2 separate regions of the Mus musculus genome follow, and region 1 is linked to region 2. A link is a contact called in public HiChIP or PLAC-seq data. All regions are on one chromosome and are shown on one strand. The core of a region is the stretch at or near the end of the contact, and the rest is flanking DNA. Distances in the headings are between cores, read along the strand shown. Region 1 has its middle 12 kb from the start of Gm26422. Region 2 overlaps Itgb6 (integrin beta 6).

Region 1 (4,555 bases), core at 270-2,769, 640 kb after region 2:
GCCATGGGCCTTTAACCATGTTTGTAGTACGAGGAATGAATTTCTTATTGTGGAGTAGATTTCATATCTAACCAGAAAGCAGCTGATTGTCTCATGACAGTCATACTGCTGTTGTACTGGTAGACACACCAAGCCTGTCAGGTCAGTTATATAGTATGCAGAATCCAGCACTGGGTAAACCTGTTAATATCTGTTCTCCTCTAGAAAGCTGCATGGTATATCTGGCACCAAGAAAGTTGGCCAGGAGAGAGGAAGTTATTGACGTATTCACCGTGATTTCTCTATGTTCTGCATTCAAAGTGAATGGTGTCTTCAGCAATGAGCTCTTAATGTGTAGCTACAGTGCATAGTGAAAAGTACTGGCAGTAGGCTCTGTTGTTCAAGAGATTTCTAGGCCCCCTGACCAATAATTCATAGCAAGATATCCCATTTCTGGCTCTTTGATTTTTGTCTAGTAATCAACGTCATCAAAGAACAGGATGGTCCACCTATACAAGACAGAAAGACATTCAAATTTTTGAAAAAATTGTATTCTGAAATTAGCTTACTACTTAGTGGGTTTCTATAAAGCCTTTTCCGATAGCCTTAGCTTTGTTAATCCACCGGTCTCTCCAGCTCTCTATTCACCTGTCCTAACCCTGATTATTCCTTTAATACCAACTATATATCTTGGGGTTTTGCTTTTGTTTCAACTATATTTGTGTGTGTGTTGTGAGTGGTACCTACACATGTAGGTAGAGGCCAGAGATCAACATTGTGTATCTTCCTCCATTTCATTTCATCTTATTATTGAGTCAGTTGTCATTGAGCCCAGAGCATACCAATTAAATAGAGTGGGTGGTTAGCAAGTGTCAGGTACCTGCCTGTATAGTCACTAGGGATGTAGACACTCTACGCAGCCTTTACATGGGTACTTGGGATCTGAGCTTGGATCCCAACGCTTGAGCAGTACACCCTTTATTCCCTGACTCCTTTCCCTGGCCCTACAGTTTCTCATCTTAGAGCTCAGAAGCAGATATGATAGCTAAAGCCAATACAGCTAAAAACAAAATGAAAACAAAACAGGACCTTGGTGGCTATACTCATTTCTCAGGTGATACCTACATTTAGAATTCTTTGTAAAGAAAAAAAATCAACTTTTCTTTGTTTCAACCACTATTTGTGGGCATCGGTCATTTGTAATCAAACCTGATACAAACAAGGACATTTTGTGTTTGTCCACTATAGTAGTTTAGTTCCAAATGATCACTCACAGGCCATATGCTCAAGGCTCGGTTGCCAGCTCGTAAGCCTTTATGGTGGTGTCTGGATCGTGAGGCCTCTGACCTGGTCAGTGTGTTCATCCATCGATGGGCTTATAATTTGGTGCCATTGGATTCTGAGGCCTGTTACTTACTTAAACAAAGTGTGTTCCTGGAATCTTACTCTAGAAGTTTACCCCATTTTCTCTCTCTCTCCCCATCTCTCCTTTCTGGTCACCATGAGTCACAAGGTAGGCACTTGAGCTTCTATTACTCATTCTCAATCATGAGGTTCAGCCTTGTCTCGTGTCCACAGAGATGGGGACCACAGAGCCATGGAGTAAAATCTCTGAAACAGGGAGCCTGTTTCCACTTTGGTTTTTACAGGCATTCTGAGGGTTGATTTTCAAATCATTTTTGTCATAGCAACAAAAAGCAGACTAACATGCCCTGTCTCTTGGAAACATTTTTTTCAAAGGTATTAATTGCAACAACTATGTAAATCAATCAGCACCCTGTGTAGCTGAAAAGCAAAGAACTATTTGTAACACTAACCTTTTTTCATTTTTATGCTTCAGAAAGATAATTTTGCATCCTGTATACCAAATGTATTTATATGAGAATTTTCATCCTTAAAATAACCTTGACAAATGAACAATTCTGTCTTTTTAAGTATCACTGTTAAGGGTGATCACAGTGGTTAAAATGTTCATTCTGCACTCAGAATATCTCTCTACAGCGCTGTAGTCCAACTTTTGTGTGTCTGTAATACTATTATTTTTTAAACATAAAATTATGATGGTGATGATGCAAATAGGGGTTGAAGGAAAAAGAAGGTTCCAGAACAAGTCATGCCCATGGAATTGTTTTTTCCCTGCAGTAAAATTTTTATCTGAATGATATCTGGCTAAAATGTATGAATTAAAATGATAAATTAGAGCAGCAATTTTCAACCTATAGAGCTTGACCGCTTTGGGGGTCACCTATCAGATATCCTGCCTATCAGATACTTACATTATGACTCATAACAATAACAAAATTACAGTTATGAAGTAGGAACAAAGTAACACTATGGTTGGGGTCACTACAACAGAAGGAACGGTATGAAAGGGGGATGTTGAGAACCACTGAACTAGAACCTTCAGAGTCAGTTAGCATGTGTTGCTGTTCTAGGAACAACTGTAGCAAAGGCTTTAAGACTGTGAGCAAGGAGTAGTAACAAGGTGAGAGCTGGAAAGTAAGAGTTGGGTTTGGAGCTGCCAGAGTGTGTTTAACCTGTTTTTCCAACCACTAAAGACAGCCCTCCTTTCCTCTCTTCCTTTTTATTCTTTTATCTTTTGTTAGATAGTTTCATACATGGACATAAGGAATTTCAGTTATAGTTACCCTTCATCCCCTTCTCTCCCCTCCCTCCCACATCTTACCTCTTTCCTTAAAACCCTTCTTCCCCAGAAGTCCCCCTCACCCTCTCATCTTCCTTTTGCATGTGACCAGCTGAACTTCACTAGGGTTTCTCACGTGAGTATGGGTAAGAGGTTTTTGACTGGATCTCGGTCAACTATACCACAGAAGAAAATGGCACGCTTTCTCCCACCAACTGGTAACTGCCAATAGCTCTTCAAAGGAGGCCCTTCCCAGATTCAAGTGCTGCCGACAGGCCCAATCTTGTGTAGACCTTATGCAAATAACCACAGCTGTGATGTGTTCCTGTGTCTCACCCAGAACACATCTTCAGCTTGCCTTGACACACAGTGCATCTGAGGGTAGAGGTATTTATTTTTTATTGCATTACATCCTTATCCACTAACTCTCACATTTTTGCTATCCCCCTCCTTCAATCTCCCTTAGGCCTCCTCCTTTCTTTCAAAGAGATAACTCAGTGACTGTCTCAGTTGATGAGTCAACAACTGAGTCTGTATGAGTGACAAGAAATCTCTGGCTTCCTGTGAGTTAAAATTCTTACTGCCACATGCCTTTGACGTTTGATGATTATTTCTCTTCCAATTTCCCTCTGAAAACCATCCTAAACAGGTCACACTGTCCTCTGAATTTGCTTCTCAGCACTATGGGCTTTTGTGGATATTGGTCCATCATCCTCGGACTCTGTCTTTCTTCTTTCTCTCTGGCCAAATGCCCTCAAGGCACAGCTCAAGAACTCTCTTGTCAACATATGCTGGCATCTCTTCCACGCTTGCTTCTTTCTAGGCATCTGGCCTGTCTCTACATTACAGTACTTATCACATCATTCTGTGATAGGCTCTGTGCTCTTACTTTCTCAGCCATTCCTTGTACTGTAGATAGCTCTGAGGCAGAGGCAGTCTCCCTCCAGTGCCTGCAATGTGTCCTGGATTTATTTTTGTGGGCCCCATGGCCACAGAACATGATAGAGAACCTACTAAGAGAAACAGAACACAGCAGCCACTGATCATCTGAATGCCTGCCGTACCCTGGTTATCTCAAGCTCCACTCCCTAGTATCATATTTAAACATATGACCTTCCCTTTTCCCCACCAGTCCTTTTGATAGTAAGACATAGATTCTCCCATTCTCCTGGTGAACTAGACTACATGTGAATCAGGTTTTAATGAAGGTTCATAGCACAAGGTATTCAAGCAAACGACTTCAATTAGTATGAGATATTGCTTCTAATTAGCACTGGACCTTACTGATGGAAAACTCCAACGTCCTTTCCCAGCAAAGGACCTTTTTCTCTGGTTTCCATCTCTCCTTTTAAGATGCTTCAGTTTCACACTCCAGCATGGGCAGTGCTGTTTTCTAACAGTTTCATTATACTTTGTACAGAGAAACTCCTTACACACCCACCATCTCTAATACGTTTCTAAACCTTGTTTGTATCTCCCAAAACTACTAATGAATTTTAAAAGGAAAAGCTAACCATCTCTACTCATCAGCAAAAAAAAAAAAAAAAAAAAAAAAAAAAAAAAAAAAAAAAAAAAAACCAAAAACAAAAAACAAAAAACAAACAAACAAAAAAATAACCAAGAGCATTAAAATTCAATTTAATTAAACTCTTTATATAACTATATTCTCAAGATAACTAAATTCCTTTGCAGAAATCCTCTACCAGCATATAGAAGAAAAACAGATTTATATGAATATACAAATTAAGCCTCTGAAGGTCAGCAATAACACACACATACACATAAACACACACCACACACACACACACACACACACACACACACACACGGAGTAGTCACCTAAATATTTGGTCAGGTTCTTGAATTTGTGGTTCCAGAATCCTCAGTGAAATGATTCGCGACCTACATTTTATTCACATTTAACAGAGTCTC
Region 2 (4,075 bases), core at 505-3,004:
TGGGGAAATGGTTCTCTTTTCTACGTTTCTGACACTGTGGTTTGGAAACATGACTTGCTTAGTTTTCTGTAAAGATAACGCCACTGTGTTTTGATGAGATGTCTGCTTTCATCCTGTGATAAGTAGGGTGTCTGGGCTTAGTCCACAGCCAGTTAACACTTCACTTGCAGACCATGTTTATACCATTTTAAACTGTGTTAATATTTGTCTTTCCTGTTGGAATAGGTTATAATTAAATACATGCATCAGAATAATGTTTAACATAGCATATTCTCCCCCCTTAAAAGATTTACTTTTAAACTATTTTCGTTATTTGTACATATGTGATTATGCACACAAGTGCAGGTACCAGCATAGGCTCTGATCCTCTGCAGCTGGAGTTACAGGCAGTTGATGCTGAAATGATGCTAGGAACTGAACTAAGAGCCTCTGGAGGAGTAGCATGTGGTCTTAGCCAGTAAGCCATCTCTTTAGCTCTTAAGACTTTATGCTATTATTTTTATTTATGTGTATTTGTCTGTATCAGTGAATGCCACTTGTGTTCTGGAGCCCATGATGGTCAGAGGAGCCCATGGAATAGGCGATATAGATGATAAAAGGTATCAAGAGCGCTGGAGCCAGATTCAGATCCTTCCAAGAACAGCATGTTAACCACAAAACCACCTTCCTAGCATCTGAAATATATTCTCTTCATTTGTTTTTTATTTTTGTTTTGTTCATTTTTGAGAGAGGAAAATGTGGGTCTTACTATGTAGAACTGTCTGGTCTAAAACTCACAGTCTGGACTGGAACTCAGAGGTCTGGTTACCTCTGCCTCCAAGTACTCAGACTAAAGAAACGCGCCACCGCACTTGGCTTCTGCAGTATATTCTTAAGGTATATTGTTTTTATATGTACAAAAGCATCTATTAAAATATTAATATGTACATTTAAAACTTTCCTTGAAACTTTAAAGAAATCCCAAGCTATTTTCTACTTTCATTCTTTTCATAGGCCTTTCCTCACATGTGTTCTTGCCTAGCATCACTTGACCTGGTACCGAATATACTAGATTAGTAGGCAGTTAGTAAGTGGCTAAGTATGACGTAATCATCTGGACTATAAACACCTGGGAGACTGAGACAGGAAGACTATGAATCTAAGGAGGGAAGGGAGGGGAGGGGAGGAAAGGGAGAGAGAGAGAGGGAGAGGGAGAGGGAGAGGGAGAGGGAGAGGGAGAGGGAGAGGGAGAGGGAGAGGGAGAGGGAGAGGGAGAGGGAGAGGGAGAGGGAGAGGGAGAGGGAGAGGGAGAGGGAGAGGGAGAGGGAGAGGGAGAGGGAGAGGGAGAGGGAGAGGGAGAGGGAGAGGGAGAGAATCTCAAATCTACTCAGTATCTATGTGTCTTCTCCTTGATTCTGTTCCCTTGGCAGTCTCTATTAGCTTATTTTTTCCAACATAAAAGATATAAGAATCAGGTCAGACCCAGCAACTTAATTTAGAAAAGGTCTGACAGACAATGAAATTCAGATCATAAGCAGTTTTGTGGTATCCCGGTGGCAAGTAGAGAGGCAACATTTCAACTTTTATCTGCTTAACTTGAGGGAATAGTGATATTTAAATATAATGTAAATGTAAGTTCAGTGGACAGAGCTCTGACTCCACGGGAATGTTAGAAACGGCAACAAATGCAGGAGACTGTCCAGTTATCCCAGTTCTAATGAGTCACCCGCTGAAGCCACCAGAAAATATTTACAGAACAACTGCTGAGCCCAGGAATGTGAAGAAGAAATGAAAGACCAAAGTCCCCAAACAGCTGCCACACAAGAGGCAGGAAGCCCGTAGGAGCCCATCACCTACCTCCACAGAGAAGGCCTTTGTGTCTCAGACAGGAGAAGTTGTCACACTGGCAGTAAGGTCCGTAGATGCTTCCGTACGGCGATAAGTGGCAGATGCACTGCCCACAATAGCAGTCACCCCTTCCACTGCATGAAGGGTGACCCGGGGACTCCTTGCAGGAATCCGTGCTCACCATATCCTCACCACACTCGCAGTGAGGACCCATGTGGCCGGGGTTGCAGGTACACACCCCACACTGGAAGGAGCCATTCCCATTGTGACACTTAGAGCTGTTAGTTTCTATTTCTCTCTGGCAGTCGCAGTCACATTCTGCACTGACGAGTATTTCTAGGGTGTCCCCCAGCCCCACTGGCTTTATGATGAGGTTCCTGCTTCTTTTCTCACAGTTGGATACGCTCACAGTCACATTGAAGGATGCCTGGTAAAGAAAATGCTGGTTATTGCTTCCTCTATCCAGCAACCTGCAGGATTTGAGATAAAGCTGGTGAGACTGGCTTCTCCAAGAAACCCAGCTTCAGCAAGCTGAGCTAGCTAGCCTGCAACCCATCAAATTGTTGTTTCTAAAGATCTACCAGGGATCTACTTACTGTGTCTCCAACTTTCATGTGGGAGCATTTCTTTTGGTGTGGGAAGAGGACACCATTGTTACAGAGAGCTGTGAAAGACAGGTTGAGTCCTTCTGTGTCCCCTAACACTTCCAGTTCCACCTCAGACCGCAGTTCCTTTAGTGTAGACAAGAAAGGGTTAAGGGAAATCATAAGTAAAAAGGAAATCCAGCCAGAAGAAGAAACTGCTTGATGCTAGGGAGATGATTTAGTGCGTAAAACTCTTGCTGTGGAAGGAGGGCCTGAGTTCTAATTCTCAGGACCCATGTAAAGAGGATCCCAGGACTTAAGTCTGTACTCTCCAACCTATGATGTGCTGCCAGGCAGAGACAAGAGAAGCCTGGCTTGCTTTCTGGCATACGTAGCAGCGAATTAACAAGAAATAAGAGACTCCCTATCTTAAACAAGGTGAAAGGTGAGAACCAACACCCATATGCATGCTTAGGTGTATGTGAGTGTGCTCGTGCATGTTCACGTGATATACGCATACGAGAACAAAATAAACAACTATAAATTCATAAAGCTAAATTGAACATAAAAATTCATCATTTCATCAATCAAGCAGGACTGTGATATATATTATATATGTGATATATACTGTATGTGTGTATATATATATCTAGATATATAGATATAGATATATACAGTGTGTGTGTGTGTGTGTGTGTGTATGTGTGTATTCCTCAGACATTGTCAATGTTGAGATATACTATCTCATGATAAGTAAGCTATGACAATATTTCTGAAGGTGTTTTTGCACAGCATGGGACAGTCAGGAGCCAATTATTGCCTGCAAGTTGTTTCATGCACTCTGAAGGATTCAGCAAGTTCTCCTGACCTGGGTTGCATAGCTTGGCATCATAAAGACAGTGCTTTTGCTTATGTACCAGTGGTGCATATGTAACAATGTACAGATATGATAATGGTACCCTTCACTTGTACGCATCGATGTGTCTTGGTTCTCAGAGAGCCCCCATGCTGCTCTCAGAGGGGAGCAGGCTCTCATCTATCCCTAGCAATGAACATTTACTTCACTGATAGCAAATTTACATTCTGCCGCTTTGTTGGGTCCATTTCTGCATCTATAATAACTGTTCATTTCAATATTGAGTCATAGTTCAAAAATTATAAGCATATCTTACAATAGCTACTACACTTAACATTTTAAGTAGCAAAAGCGAATGTGATGATTTGAAATAGCAATCATCGCGATTGTGATGAAGATGATACTCTCTTTGCCACCTGACACGTAATGGCTGTAAAGACCTCACTAATTACAAAATGGACCTCTATTTGTTCTCTTACCAGGATGGATGGGAATCAAACATAGGTCCTGCATAATGCCACCCCAACACTCACCAATGAGTTATACCTCCAGACCCCCCAAATCTTAGAGGTGTTAAAGTATGGTGTGTGGGAGAGTTGTACCTTAAAGTTATTTGGGGGAATTATTATGCCTTGACTGTCAAGTCAGATCTTGGATAAGACTGAATTTCTATTCTGAGAGGTTCTCATCTTGCTTTTTCTATTCCTCAGTTACTTATAACATATATAAGGAAACAAAACAAAAATGTCAAACAATAAAACCTAATAAAGTACTTAAATATCATAAGTCGAGTTATATTTCAATTCAT

Evidence for each region. HiChIP or PLAC-seq counts read pairs in DNA pulled down with a chosen protein or histone mark.
Region 1: a FOXA1 HiChIP or PLAC-seq map of pancreatic cancer cells shows a contact between it and region 2. The contact joins two enhancer-like sites. A contact is called at or near these places in 1 of 115 datasets of contacts at active chromatin or transcription factors (pancreatic cancer cells) and 1 of 9 other capture datasets (embryonic stem cells).

The regions. Positions count from the first base shown.
Region 1 is chr2:61,266,397-61,270,951 of GRCm38.p6, forward strand. No RefSeq gene overlaps it. Among named protein-coding and RNA genes, the nearest start is that of Gm26422, 12 kb to the right of the region's middle. Within about 2 kb of position 1,520, at least 29 of the 459 cell types and tissues checked have an H3K27ac peak or open chromatin away from gene starts, as enhancers often do. A contact at or near this core is called in pancreatic cancer cells, where this site is marked.
Region 2 is chr2:60,625,912-60,629,986 of GRCm38.p6, forward strand. It overlaps Itgb6 (integrin beta 6), which reads right to left. Exons shown (of 15, transcript NM_021359.3): 9 at 2,424-2,558; 10 at 1,837-2,254. Among named protein-coding and RNA genes, the nearest start is that of Itgb6, 46 kb to the right of the region's middle. Within about 2 kb of position 1,755, at least 32 of the 459 cell types and tissues checked have an H3K27ac peak or open chromatin away from gene starts, as enhancers often do. A contact at or near this core is called in pancreatic cancer cells, where this site is marked.